Linked DNA regions of Mus musculus: all the other regions are linked to region 1. The links are chromatin contacts, called in public Hi-C and HiChIP or PLAC-seq maps. All regions are on one chromosome and are shown on one strand. The core of a region is the stretch at or near the end of the contact, and the rest is flanking DNA. Distances in the headings are between cores, read along the strand shown.

Evidence for each region. Hi-C and Micro-C count contacts between places; a contact is called where the count stands out from the background. HiChIP or PLAC-seq counts read pairs in DNA pulled down with a chosen protein or histone mark.
Region 2: a contact with region 1 is called in a Hi-C map of the N1E-115 cell line, with 6 times the contacts expected there. The contact joins two enhancer-like sites. A contact is called at or near these places in 1 of 15 datasets of contacts at CTCF or cohesin (large pre-B cells), 5 of 484 Hi-C or Micro-C datasets (the N1E-115 cell line, Th1 cells, bone marrow-derived macrophages and 2 more), 4 of 115 datasets of contacts at active chromatin or transcription factors (CD8 T cells, embryonic stem cells, pancreatic cancer cells and 1 more) and 1 of 9 other capture datasets (embryonic stem cells).
Region 3: an H3K4me3 HiChIP or PLAC-seq map of embryonic basal ganglia shows a contact between it and region 1, with 3 times the contacts expected there. The contact joins two enhancer-like sites. A contact is called at or near these places in 3 of 484 Hi-C or Micro-C datasets (bone marrow-derived macrophages, embryonic stem cells and nephron progenitors), 4 of 115 datasets of contacts at active chromatin or transcription factors (embryonic basal ganglia, embryonic stem cells and oligodendrocyte precursor cells) and 1 of 9 other capture datasets (embryonic stem cells).

The regions. Positions count from the first base shown.
Region 1 is chr9:61,432,596-61,437,070 of GRCm38.p6, reverse strand. No RefSeq gene overlaps it. Among named protein-coding and RNA genes, the nearest start is that of Gm34322, 7.9 kb to the left of the region's middle. Within about 2 kb of position 1,805, at least 131 of the 459 cell types and tissues checked have an H3K27ac peak or open chromatin away from gene starts, as enhancers often do. A contact at or near this core is called in the N1E-115 cell line, bone marrow-derived macrophages and embryonic basal ganglia, where this site is marked.
Region 2 is chr9:61,828,534-61,832,789 of GRCm38.p6, reverse strand. No RefSeq gene overlaps it. Among named protein-coding and RNA genes, the nearest start is that of Gm34828, 8.3 kb to the right of the region's middle. Within about 2 kb of position 2,344, at least 19 of the 459 cell types and tissues checked have an H3K27ac peak or open chromatin away from gene starts, as enhancers often do. A contact at or near this core is called in the N1E-115 cell line and bone marrow-derived macrophages, where this site is marked.
Region 3 is chr9:61,870,363-61,874,731 of GRCm38.p6, reverse strand. Gm34974 (a long non-coding RNA gene) reads left to right here. Exons shown (of 6, transcript XR_001779199.2): 3 at 858-981. Among named protein-coding and RNA genes, the nearest start is that of Gm34974, 26 kb to the left of the region's middle. Within about 2 kb of position 2,016, at least 53 of the 459 cell types and tissues checked have an H3K27ac peak or open chromatin away from gene starts, as enhancers often do. A contact at or near this core is called in embryonic basal ganglia, where this site is marked.

The DNA.
Region 1 (4,475 bases), core at 556-3,055:
AGAAAACCCTAAAACCTGGGTTACGCGCTCACAAAGAACACTTCGCCAAAGTAATCATTGTTTGCTGAGAAGCCGGTCTCCAAAGGGCACTTGACATGCCTTCCCGAGAGGTACTCCAAGAACAAGCATCATGGCTTGCTGAGAGGGCGGCTTGCAGCAGGCAACCAGACTCACAAGCTCCACTTGGTGAAAATGATGAGGGATGAAGGGGCCAGGGGCTTGGAACTGGCCAGCACCTCTGCTGGTACCTAGCTTTCAAAGCACAGGTTTCATGAAGCTGAACATCTAGTATGAACTAGTCTAGTCTGTGGGTGCAGAAGAAAAGCAGGAAAAAAAGGGGGGCATAGCCCATACACAGTGCCTACACTATAGGGCTCAGTGGGTACATCTCTATGAAGAAGTATTATTTAAGTATTGTAAATCTTATTTATTTGTAAATATCCCTATAAAATGTAAATACTACATTTTTATATAAAATTCTCATCACTTGATAGAAAGTAAAAGCTGTGCTAGGATGTAGCTGTGTGGCACTTGTGGATCAGGAGCTAATGGTCAGCACTCACAGAGTGAATTCAAGGCCTGCATGGATTGCAGGAGACCGTCTCAAAAACAAAACTAAACAAAAACAGAAAAAACAGAGAAAGTGGGGTGGGCCAGGGAGAGAAGGGTAAACCCTGCTACAGGGAAGAGTGGAAAACGCATCAGGTGACCTCTGACTTCTGAGCTCATCACTGTAGAGCAGAGCTCCCAGGCTCTGGGCAAATATGGAAAGGAGCCATGTGGAGCTTGCATGTGATCCTGTCTGCTGGCCTCCAGCCCACTGCTTCTCATATTAGGGTGACCAGGATCTGCCCCACAGGACCATGGCCTGGCACAGAGATTCATATCCTTTCTTTCCTCCATTGTCCCCTGGGGGTAATCCCTACCAGTCTCTGGTGACTGCTCTGTCCCTTGTCATCACTGAGTCTCTGGATGTAATGAAGTGGCATCAGCTATTGGTATAGTGTCAGAGCTGAAAGGACACCTTAAAAAGATCCTCTCACCCTCCCCGACAGATGGAACAGCAAATTATGTAGGGCCCTCCCTGTCTTAGTTTCTTTTCCTGTGACTTTGATTAAAAAATAGAAACTCTGAAAAAAGCAATGTAAAGGAAAAGGGCTTTATTTCAGCTTACAGTTTCAGGTTATAGTTCACGATGACAAAAGAGACATGAAGAAGCCGGAGTGGCAGCTGGTCACACTGTATCTACAGTCAGGAAGCAGAGAGCAATGGATGCTAGTCACACTGTACCTGCAGTCAGGAAGCAATGGAGGCTGGGGCTCAGCTCACTTTCTCCTTTTTATAGAGTCCGGGATCCTAGCTCATGGGAATGGTACCACCCACAGTGGGCAGGGTTTTCCATCTCAATTAGCCTAATCAACAGAATTCCCCTTAGTCATGCCCAGAGGCCCATCCCAGGTGATTCTAGATTCTGTCAAGTTGTCAACTGAGATTAACCATCACAGCTGCGCTCCAACTCAGCCAGCGGCAGCAGAACTCGGGGATGCTCATTACCCCTGGTTTCCTGGAAGAGATAAACCTTAAGCTCTTGCTTCTCTGTGTAGAGGGGGTCTGGAGAAAGTGCGGAGGGAGAAATGCCTAATGTTTCAGAGCAGAGTCATTTGTCATTTGCATGCTGAGTGCCCTACCCTAAGCAGGCTCAGCAAGAGGTTGCAGCTGGGCAGCCAGCCTTCCAGCTGTGTGAAGTAGGAGGGGGCGGGACACACAGCCTCTGAGCCTAGGCTGACAGCTCTGGAGAGTGCCCCTCCCACAGCAGAGTTGGTGCAATAGGTCTTGTGATGAGGACTCACTCAGACTTCACTACAGCAGTATGGGGGAGAGCAGCAACTGTAACTCCTCTCATGTTTTTTAAAGTCTGAAAAGCTGGGCAGTCTGAGCATGTCTTTAGTCCCAGTACTTGAGAGGCAAAGGCAGGCAGATTCCCCTGGTCTACAGAGCGAGTTCCAGGATAGCCAGGGCTGCACGGAGAAACCCTGTCTCAAAAACAAAACAAAGCAAAGCAAAGCAAAGCAAAGCAAAGCAAAGCAAAGCAAAGCAAAGCAAAGCAAAGCAAAGCAAAGCAAAGCAAAGCAAAGCAAAGCAGAACAGACATCTAAAGGCTGACTCTGTAGCTCAGAGAGTATGTGCCTAGCATCCCCCTGCACCCCCAGCATGGCATAAATCCAAGGTAATGGTACATGCCTATGATCTTGGCACTTGGAAGGTAGAGGAACAGAGATGTTAGAGTCATCCTTGGCTACATAGTGAGTTCAAGAATAGCCTGGGCTAGAGATTCTATTTTTTTTTAAATGAATTTTTTTTTTTTTTAAAGCCATGAACTCTGAAAGAATACCAAAATGAAGAGGACAGCAGTTTGACTATAACCCTGTGTCTGGGACACAGTGGCCTCTATCATTGTCACTCTTTTTCTTCTTGTTTATCTATATCTCCCCAATTCTCCACAGTCTGAATTCATTGTCATTTCAAATTGATAATACAGTAAAGCACAAGGTATGCACACACTGTGGGGATAGCCACCTCCATACTGGGGAAGAAAACTGAAGGCGGGCAAAGCCCGGGACTCAAGTCTGAGGCCCGGAGGGAGGCAATGCCCCCTCTGTGAGTAGTGCAGATCCCTGCCTGGACCGCCCAGCTCACTGGCTTGTTCCGGCTGTGCCTGGCTCAGACAATGTGAATGCACAATCATTCATTATAACTCAATTACAGTGATTAAAGCTGGTGGCATGCAGAGGCAGGAGGGAGTGTTGCCAACAAAATTTACACTCCGTGTCATCAGCAAGAGATAACAGCAGCTGACAGCCCGCTGCCTCCCCTGCCATCTGCTCAGCCTGGCCGCCTGAGGGGCAAGAGCAGCCGCTGTGCTCACGGTGGCCTAGAGTGCTGAGATGAGCCGCCTTGGGGCTGGGCTAGGACTTGAGCGGGGTGCCCATGGGTGTAAGGCAAATGGGGGCCTGGGCCCCTCCACACAGCTGATCTGACATCCAGCATGCAGAATGGGGTTGTGGTAGAGCAGAACTAAGGCTGTTCTGGGGTTTTTGTCTATGGTGGCACAGGTTGGCTTTCTGAGATCTGGTTTCCCCTCCATGTTCTAGGAGGGAAACTGAGGCACAGATACACAAAGGACAAATCAATTAAGACAGTCATCTGGGACAGAGTCGTAGCTCAGACCCTCCCCATCACCCCCTCTTGTTTACATGGAGGCTGAGCGGTGTGGGAAGTTAGGCCATACTTAGCTTCAGAGAGGTGGAGCCAAGATCAAGTCATTCACCATGGGACCCAGAATAAGTCAATGATAATAGTCGAGGGGCCTGTGAGGTGATGCAGGGGCGCTAAGCCCAGACTGTGTGATGGAGAGAGAGGAATATGGCAATTGTCCCAGATATGAGGAGACTCAGGTCATGGCTACCAGGCGGGACTGGGAGGACAAAGGGAGGCAAAGGTCAGAGGTGAGGTCTGTGCCATGAATCTGAGATGGGTGAATAACAGAACTGCTTCTCTTAATGTAGGGTGACAGTGACCCAGGCCACCAAGGACTTGGGACCTGCAGCTCTGAGTCTGGCGGCAACAGGACTCCTGTGCACTGGCCCAGCAGATAGACTGGTCCCTAAGGGCCTTTGCTGAGCTCCATGGACTCATGCATGATGCATCATGTGACATAGTAGGTAAAGGGAGGAGGGCCCTTCTTCCCTTGCTTGTTTCAGAATACTTTTTTCTATGTTTTTATTTATTTATTTATTTAGAAACAGGGTCTCAAGCAGCCCTTGTTGTCTTCTTGCTAAGTAACCCAGGCTGGCTTTAAATGTATGATCCTCCTGCTTCCAACTCCCAAGAGAAGAAGTATAGACGGATGTCACAACACCTAGTTCTATGGGATGTTGGAACTCCAACCCAGGGCTTTTGTGCTTGCTAAGTAAACACACTACCAACAGTGCTCCACCCCATTCTCTGGTTGCTATAGGTCACTCTTTCAAGCTCATGATTCTCACATGGCCTAAACCACACTCACCATGGTTGAGCCTACCTGCCAGCTGCCCACTGCCAGACACCTTCGGCCCTTCCTTGCCCTGGTGGCTAACTAACCTCAAATTCCACCCCAGACAAGCATGCCCTTGGCTTCCGGAGGACGTGTCTGACTCCACCCAGGTTCTCAGGGGACCCCTCTCCCTGCTATCTGTGGGGCAGGCTTTGCACAGGCTGCAGTTGTGCAAACCAAAGTTTACCCTCCCCGGGAGCTCTCCTTCTTCATCCATTAGTCCTTCAGAGTCCAGCTCAGACCTCACCTCTAACATGAAGCTATCCTGACTCCAAAACTCAGGAGACACTTTCTATGGGGTCCTAGGTCCTTGTGCTTGTGCCATGGGAATCCTGATCAGGGAATATTAGGGTCATCTTGGGGACAGGATCACTAGCTGTCT
Region 2 (4,256 bases), core at 1,095-3,594, 400 kb before region 1:
GGCCAGTGGGCTCAGCTGGGCGGTCCTCATCCAGGGCCCTTGCTTGTGAGCGTTGTGGGGGAGGTTAAAGGTTAGGCTTAGCATCTCCATTCAAGATCACAGTCTGTGATACCCACTGGACCTAGCCAGACATGAACATAATGTGGTGATGAGTGTGATTTTTTTTCTTTCATGGATAAGTGTGTGTAATATGTACGCCAGACTTGTATATATGGGTTTCCCATGTGTGTAGGCACGTGTGTATACGTGTACATGTACAAGCACATATGTGTGGCTGCTGGAGATTGAAGTGTCTTCCTTGATTGTTTTCTACTTTATTCATTGAGGCAAGGCCTGCCAATCGAACCCAGAGCTCTTTGATTGGGTTTGTCGAGCTACCCGACTTGCTCTGAGATTGCCCTGCCATACAAATTCTGGAGTTACAGGGTGGAGCTGCCATACCTTCCTGGCTTTTACATGGGCATCTGAATGATTCATGCACTGAGCCATCTCTCCAGTCCTGATGGCTTATATTGATTGTCACCTTGCAGAATCTACAGTCGCCTAGGGGACAAGCTTCTAGGCATACCTGAGAGGATCCAGACTAGATTCTCTGAGATGAAAAGAATCTCCCTAACTTGGGTGCACATTTTAGGGACTGGAGGCCTAGGCTGAAGAGAAGGAGGAAGTGAGATAAACAACAGCAGCACATCACATCTCCTTCCTGACTACCCTGGGTGCAACGTGGCCAGCTGCCTCAAGCTCCCACTCCCATGCCTTCTCTGCTGCAACGGGCTGCACACTGAAACTGTGAGCCGGAACAAACCCTTTCCCCTTAAGTTGCTTTTGCCAAGCATCGTGACACAGAAGCAAGATAAGTCATCAATCAATTCATCTGTTAAGGCTGGCCCTTTGGACCAGGAAGCCCCAGGTTAACAAAGACTGTGAAAGAATAGAGACGTGCCTTGTACACACAAGGTTTCCCATGATCTGGCGCAGAGTTGATACTTTGGCACATGCTTGGTGGACACACAAAGCCCACGAGGAGTGCGATGGCTGATGGCATGTGTTGATTTGCATATGCTACGGTGACTGGTGGTTTAGTCAGACACCAGCCAAGGTATCACAAAATATTTTATGTCCGAGACTAACATTTAAATCAATCAAGCCCACTGCCTGTTTCTGTCTAGGTGATTAGAAATCCAGTGGATTCCAGGCCGATGTTGTGAAGTTGAACTAGAGACTGTGATCTAGAGCCGAGGAGCCCCTCTCTTTGGCTTCTCTGGGGGCATATTGGTTGATGAAGAGTTGTCTTGAGCTGCACTTTATTCCAGGGACATCCTACCCATGGCCCAGGCATTGCTAGACCAGGCCTATGGTTATTTTGAGTGGCAGCAGGCAGAATGACATCATCTACAGAGTTCGTGATTGAGAATCATGCACTCAAGTTACAAAAATTGCAACAGAAACCACTTCATAGTATTTTAAGTAAGTTTAAAGTTTTGTCTTGGGCCAAATTCCCATATATTCTGGCCTGTACTTGCTGTCAGGTGGGTTAGACACTCCCGGCTATGTCATCTCGTCCCAAAAGCTTTAGGCACTGGTCAGCTCTGCAGACAGTGGACAGGGGACAGTTCACAACAGTTTCCCCTTCTCCCTTTCGACCTCCTTCTTTCTCTTTATATGTATATTCATGAGCGCGCGCGCACGCACACACACACACACACACACACACACAGACAGAGAGAGAGAGAGAGAGAGAGAGAGAGAGAGAGAGAGAGGAGAGAGAGGCATGTGTCTTTGTATGTGGCTCTCCATACCTAGCCATACATCTCTAGCTATTTTACTTCTGTGTTCTTTGACTCTTGGGGATCCTAAGTAGGGCAGAATTAGGGAGGCTATTGTCCTTGTGAGTAGTGATGACCTTGAACTACAAGTTGGGGACACTGGAAGCAGCCTCTGCAGAGAGACAGTCCATGATGGAGAGGAGCCTGTCTTACTAGCAGCTCTTTTCTGATCAGGGTCTCCCTAGGCATCCCAGATTGGCTGGAACTTGGGATCCTCCTGCCTCAGCCTCTCTGGGTGTGGGATTACAGATGTGCACTACCATGCTGGCTCACTAGCAAGCCATTCCTCTAGGTGGTCTGTCAACAAGACACACCCTGCTGATCTACCCCTGGCAGCGGTATCATGCTTTTTTGGATCCCCTTGGAAAATGGATGGAGGGGCTGTTATAAACTGGGACAACCCAATGGGGGCAGGTGCCATTCCCCAGTCTCCCCTGCCAGCCTTGGTGCCATCCTCCAGCTATGGTGCAGGAGTGTCAAACAGTAGAGGGCACCAGAGGCCTGTCTCTGCTGTGACAGCCTGTTTTGGTGGCATCAGGCATGTGTGGGCGAAGGTGGTGCGGCTGCTGTAGGAGGTGGTACTCTGTCGTAAACAGGGAGAGCTCCGGATTGCTGCTGTGCCTTTTTAACTGTAGTTTCATATGGCTGTATGAGGCCAACTACATCCAGTGGGCTACAGAGAGCACCTGGGACCAGGACCTGGGGGTGTGACGCGCCTTGGCTTCTCAGGAGTGGGTCTTACATGATTAGGTGCTTTTTCTCTCGGTCAGCTCTGCATTTCACTGCTGTGCGTCAAACCTGGGAGGGCAAGCTAGGAGCCAGGACAAAGCACAGTGGGGCGCAGTGTACCAACAGCCAGGCTGCATGGCCCAAAGTGATGAGGCTGTCCCCAGACTTCTTCTCTCCAGTACCTTGAGTTTCACCATCACACTTCTGCCCACTGGCTGCCCTACTCCCACCTCTCTACTCTGCACAATGTTCTGGTTTCAGGAAGAAGGGAAGGATGGAGGTTGGGGAGGGCGGCGACTGACAGTAACAGTTTTCACGGACAGATGCGCCTGGGGGTGGGGTGATGCAGGGGTGGTGCCATGTGGGATGGAGAGCTTCATCCTTGCTCTGCTTTGAACTGGTGTTCCGTTCCAGCAGCTGCATGTATGCTCTGCTGAGCCTTTCCTTTCCAGAGCTTCGGTTTCCGTCTCTGTAAAAAGGGGCTCAGGTGATCTGGGGTTCTCATCTGGTCCTTGTACCTTGAGGTCCATGTGTTGAGGATCAGGCTCAGGGAGGCACTTTGGTCTTGGGGAAGGGATGGGAAGGAAACAGACTCTGAGAGTTGTTAGCTGGCTGTGCTGTTCTGCCAGGAGTTGTTCCAGCCTCTGCTCCTGTTTGATCTCCTTTGGTGTTGGCACGTGGTCATGATTGACACATCTCCAGATCACACAAGACCAAGGTCAGGTGAAATCTGTCACCTCTAGCCCTGCTTGGCTCTCTAGGAAGAGAGGTTGTTAGTGACACCAAATTTCCCACACTCCCTATCTGTCTTCTGTAGGTCACTGTCCTTTACTTCCCGGCTGTGACCCCTCCCACATGGGCAGATGATCTGTCCTCCAGAATGTCAGGCATGATCTGTGGGCAGTCACCTAGGGATGGATTGGGGCGGGACATGGAACTGTTCCTTGGCACTCAGCTGTGGGGTACTTCTTTTTGGAATGACTTTGTTGTCCCTCCTCTAGGATGGCCAACTCCTGAGGCTCCAACCTCTTCATAAGGCTACTCCTGGGTGGGACTGGCTAGAGATGCAAGTCTTCCTCAGTCCTTCAGTCTATTTACCTTGGCTCAAGCTCTGGATGCTTGGGGATGTAGTAGGGAGAGAGACCACTTTTTGGATGTCTCCAGCACTCCCAGGATTCCATCCTAGAGTCTTAGAGTTCAGCAGTGTCCACAGAGCTAATCCCTCACCACTGGGCTTCGTGAGCACCCTGGATGGCTCTCAGATGCCTGTTACCTCCTTAGAGCTCCTGAGGTAGGGTGCTAGTGTTTTCCTCCTCTTCATCACTGGAGGCATCTTCAGTCCTTGTGGAGTGTCTTGTTATACCACTAGGCCCACCCTGCATCTGGTTATTTACATAGGCCCAGCAGGATGCAAAGCCACCGGGGATGAGACATATGGAGATGAACTGAAAATGGTCCCCGTGGGGCTGGGAATTAGTGGGCATAAAACTTGTGAGTAAGTGGCCTGAACTGGCTCTAATGGAGCCAGTGGAAAGGGCCTGGCCCTGCCTAGGAGTGGGGCAGGAGTTGGAGGCCAGAGGTTGAAACCTGGCCTCTTTGAGTTAGGGCTGAGACCCCCCAGGTGAGAGGCCTGTCCGAGAAGGGTCAGGTTGTGAGAGAGCATATAACTGGGCAGGTATGGGGAGAGTGGCCTGTCTGCGG
Region 3 (4,369 bases), core at 767-3,266, 440 kb before region 1:
CTCAAAGTCCTGCATCTCTAGCCTGTGGTAATTTGGTGAAAGCAGTAACCAAATGGGAAGGAGTGGCGGTGTTAGGCAGACGGTAGGCTCGAGTTAGCCTCAGACCAGCCTTCCTGCTTCCCAGTGACCTCCTCACGTAGTGGGAGGTGTTTCCTCTTAGGTAGCAGCAAGGCTTCTAGGCTATTGCAAGCGCTGAAACCTTGCTTCCGCAGAGTCTGACCGTGCCACAGCCTGTGGCTCTCTGCCTCAGTCTTCCCTGTGCTTCTGGGACCCAGCCCTGGCTGAAACCTCCTTGTTCCTCTCTGCTCAGTGACTTGGTTTAAAGATCCACCCACTTTTCCTCTGCTGAACCAGTTTTCTCTGGCAGTTCTGCAGCTAGGAGGTAGACATGGAGAGTGCACCCCCAGCAGGGGTGGGTAGAATCATGCCCTAGGTGGCTTATTTATAAAGGTTTTTTTTTCTTGTTTTTATTTTTAAAAATTAGTGTGTGTGTGTGTGTGTGTGTGTGTGTGTGTGTGTGTGTGTGTGTGTGTGTGTGTATGCTCAAGCAGGTCAAAGGGCAACTTCTCGGACTTGGTACCAAGCATCCCGCTCGTCCTATTTTTCTGTTTGTTTGTTTTTTTTTTTTTTTTTTTTTTTTTTTTAAATTTTATTTATTCATTATATGTAAGTACACTGTAGCTGTCTTCAGACACTCCAGAAGAGGGCGTCAGATCCCGTTACGGATGGTTGTGAGCCACCATGTGGTTGCTGGGATTTGAACTCCTGACCTTCGGAAGAGCAGTCGGGTGCTCTTACCCGCTGAGCCATCTCACCAGCCCTTCTGTTTGTTTTGTTTTGTTTGCTTGTTTTTACAGATTGACTCTGGCTTTGAGGTGTAGCTTCTTTCCTCTGCTCTTCTGTGCAAAGCCTTCCTAGAAATGGAAGACGTCTGCATAGAGTGATCAGTGGGTACAGGCTCCTCATCTGCAGATGGGAAAGGTGAGGCATGAAATCTCAGAGTTGGACTCTCCCTCTCTTCACCTCCAGGCTAGAGGCTGCCCTGCCCCCAACTCCCAGCCTATGCTTGCTTGGGTTTGTGCTTTGCTGGCCTCCCGGCCTCCGGCCTTTGCAGCCTGTCTGTCATTTCCTGAACAGCGTTCTGTTCTGGGCTCCTGGATTTTGGCCCCGAGGATGTGGTTAAGGGGAGTTGTTCAAGCAGAAATGTGCAGGTTGGGCCCATAAATCTTTCCCGGACAACTTTCAGGCATACGATCCTCAAATGGCCCCACAGGAAGCCAGCAGAAGTAAGGTCTGCTGAGTTGGGTATAGTGCGGCTGCAGGACTTCAGAGACCACATCAGTGTGGGTATAGGGTACAGCCTGCACGGTGTACAGCCTGCACAGCTGTGCCCTGTGCCCTGTGTGCGTTTGGGGGTCTGGGTATAAGCAGGAATGTAAGCAAAGGACCCAGCTTAAACTGCAGGAAGTTGCCTGAGACACAGAAGGAGGCTGGGTGGTCATTTAGGCTCGTCTCGGAGAACACCTAGGGTCTGCAGGTTGTTTCATCGGCCCCTTTTCCTCGTGTGTAAAGTAGTGAAGGCAACCTGACCTTCAGCAGGCCGTGATGAGCAGGCAGAGACAGGCTTCCACAGCAGACAGTGTCTCTGGAGTTAGCTAGCACCAGGTCCAGCCCGCAAGAGGACATCAAAACTCAAGGTGGGGGTTGGGATAAGGGCCCTGGGCTTCGCCACCCTTTGACCCACTTCGACCTGAAGCCCTTGGCTGATAGCCGGCTAGGAAAAGATTCCCTTTCTAAATGTCACTCCAGTGACTGCTAGGGAGCCAGAGTTTCAAGTTCTGTGGTAGATGGTGTGGCTTCTACCCTGCAGAGGAGGGAGGATATTCGTTTTGCCCCATAGTTTCCCTGATCTCCTCATTCCCAGACTACCAGGGTGGCCCTCCTGGAGGCCTCCTGGTCACCCAGACAGAGGGCTCAGGAAGGGGGTTGGGGCACTGTGCCTCAGCCCCCTTTGCATCCCCTGGTTCCTCTAAAGCCCCCTCTGAAGGGGACCTCGGAGCTCTAATGAGTTGAGGGCCTTTAGAGCAGCCCAGGCAAACCAATTAGGTTTGCTTAAAAATATTGTATTCATTAGCATGAAAATAAAGCTGAACTTTTTAGAGATAATTGCATCTTTTAAAATGCGGTAGTCTTTGTCTGGGCTTGTCTCATAAATATGCATGCTGCATAATTCTTTTGGAACCGTGGTTGCAATCATGAGTGACACACAAATGCACCCAGGGTGTTAATATTCTGACAAGAGCGGAGCCTCTTGGGCAGGCGGTGCCACTGGCGGGGCCTCCAGAGGCGTCCCTGTGGTCCCCAGCTGCAGTCTGTGCCATTCTCAGGGACAGAGCACAGTCCAGGGTCCCTATACCAGGCATCAGCTCTAGTTCTCAATGGCTCTCTTTTGTGCAACTGCCCCATGGAAAATTCTAGGGCTCTCCTCAAAAGGCAGGCAAGAGGGGAATCAAAGGTTGAGCTCAATTTACAGCCCAGGAATTGAAGCCTGGGGGGTGGGGAAGAGTTGGGGGAGCAGTGGAGGTTGCCAAGGTCACCGGGAGGGAATGGGACCAAGGTGAATTTTGTCTATGTCGACTGATGCTCTTTATCCCTGTAGGGCTAGGGCCCCCATTCTCATGTAGTGGAGAAGGGGTATTTTCCATATTGGATAGTCTGGGTGCCCGGGGGAGGGGCCAGCATGTCTTGCCCCATTCACTCCTGTGTTCCCAGTTGCCAAACCCCTTACACTGGTTTCTTCTGAGAAACATCTCGGTTGCCGTGGGTTCCTGTCCTGCTAGACAATTTTTTATTTCGTGGGATGGGGAGGCTTGTGTGTGTATTAGCATGGGCCTGGAGGTCAGAGGGCAACCCACAGAAATTAGGTCACTCCTCCCATCAAGGGTGTTCTCAGTTGCAAATTCCATGCCTTTTGGGCTTTTCTCTCTCTGTCTCTACTACCCCCCCACCTCAATACTGCTCTAAGATCAATACTGGTCCCTCAGCCCAGTGCCCAGGCAAACCACGAGTGCAGGGAAGTTTCTCAAAGCCCTTACTGCAAGTCCTGGTCCTTTCCCCCACCCCCCAGTGTGCCCAGAGTGGGGCTGGTGCCCTGAGGTCAGCAGGAGAGGCAGTTCTTCCTCTGGGATACACTGTCCCCTGGAGAAGGCAAACTGGTTACAGAAATGCAGTACAAGAAAGAGGGCTGTATGGGGTCAAGCACCCCTGCTGCTGTGGGGGCAGGGGAGGCAGAGATAGCTTGTCTGGGGGCACTGAGGAGAGACCTGGAGGTGGGGCAGCAGAGTAGCCTGCCTAACCTGGTCTCGATGACCCTTGAGGGCATCTGGCTTTTGCTTTTCCCATGTAGACAGCTGGAAGTCAACTCTCCACCTATTTGTCTGTAGCTACTCTTACCTGCAGATAAAAGATATGTGACCACTTGTTCCATGTCTCACATAGGCAGGCGTACATCTGGCCATTGTACATCATTGGTACATTTGGTCCGATCCATCAATCCATCTGTCTGATGTGCCTTCTTCCAGGATTAACAATTTTAATTGATGATGATTATGAACACACTTTGATATCGAGCAGGGCAACTATTACTTTTTTTGCTATCTATCTATCTATCTATCTATCTATCTATCTATCTATCTATCTAACCTATTGTTGTTATTGTGATAAAACCCTGACTCAAAACAAACTTGGGAAGGAAAGGGTTTATTTGGTTTACAGTCCATTATTGAAGGAAGCCAAGACAGGAACCTGGAGGCAGGACCTGATGCAGAAGCCATGGAGGGCTGCTACTTACTGGCTTGCTCTCTATGGCTTGCTCAGCCTGCTTCTTTATAGACCCCAGGGTCAACAGTCCAGGGATGGCACCACCCACAAAGGGCTGAGTCTCCCCATCAGTCATCAACCAGGAAAATGCCTTACAGATTTGTCTAAGGGCAATCTGATGGAGACACTTCATCAACTGAGGCTCTCTCTTCTCAGGGACTCTAGTTTGTGTCAAGTTGACCAAAAAAAAAAAAAAATGAATTAGCATCCTTTGCTTGTTCATTTCATGAATTTACATTTCAAAATTAGGCAGCCTACAAGTTAGAAACTTTTAAAGTTTCATAAAAATATCCCACTGGAATCTGGATAGGAATTTATTTTACTTTTCTATTATAGTGACGAAACACCATGACTAAGGCAACTTATTAAAGGAAGGATTTACTTGGGAGTTTATGGTTTCAGAGGGTTAGAATCCGTGACCATCAGGGCGGGAAGCATGGCAGCAGACAGGCAAGCATGGGGCTGGAGCAATAGCTGAGGACTCACATTT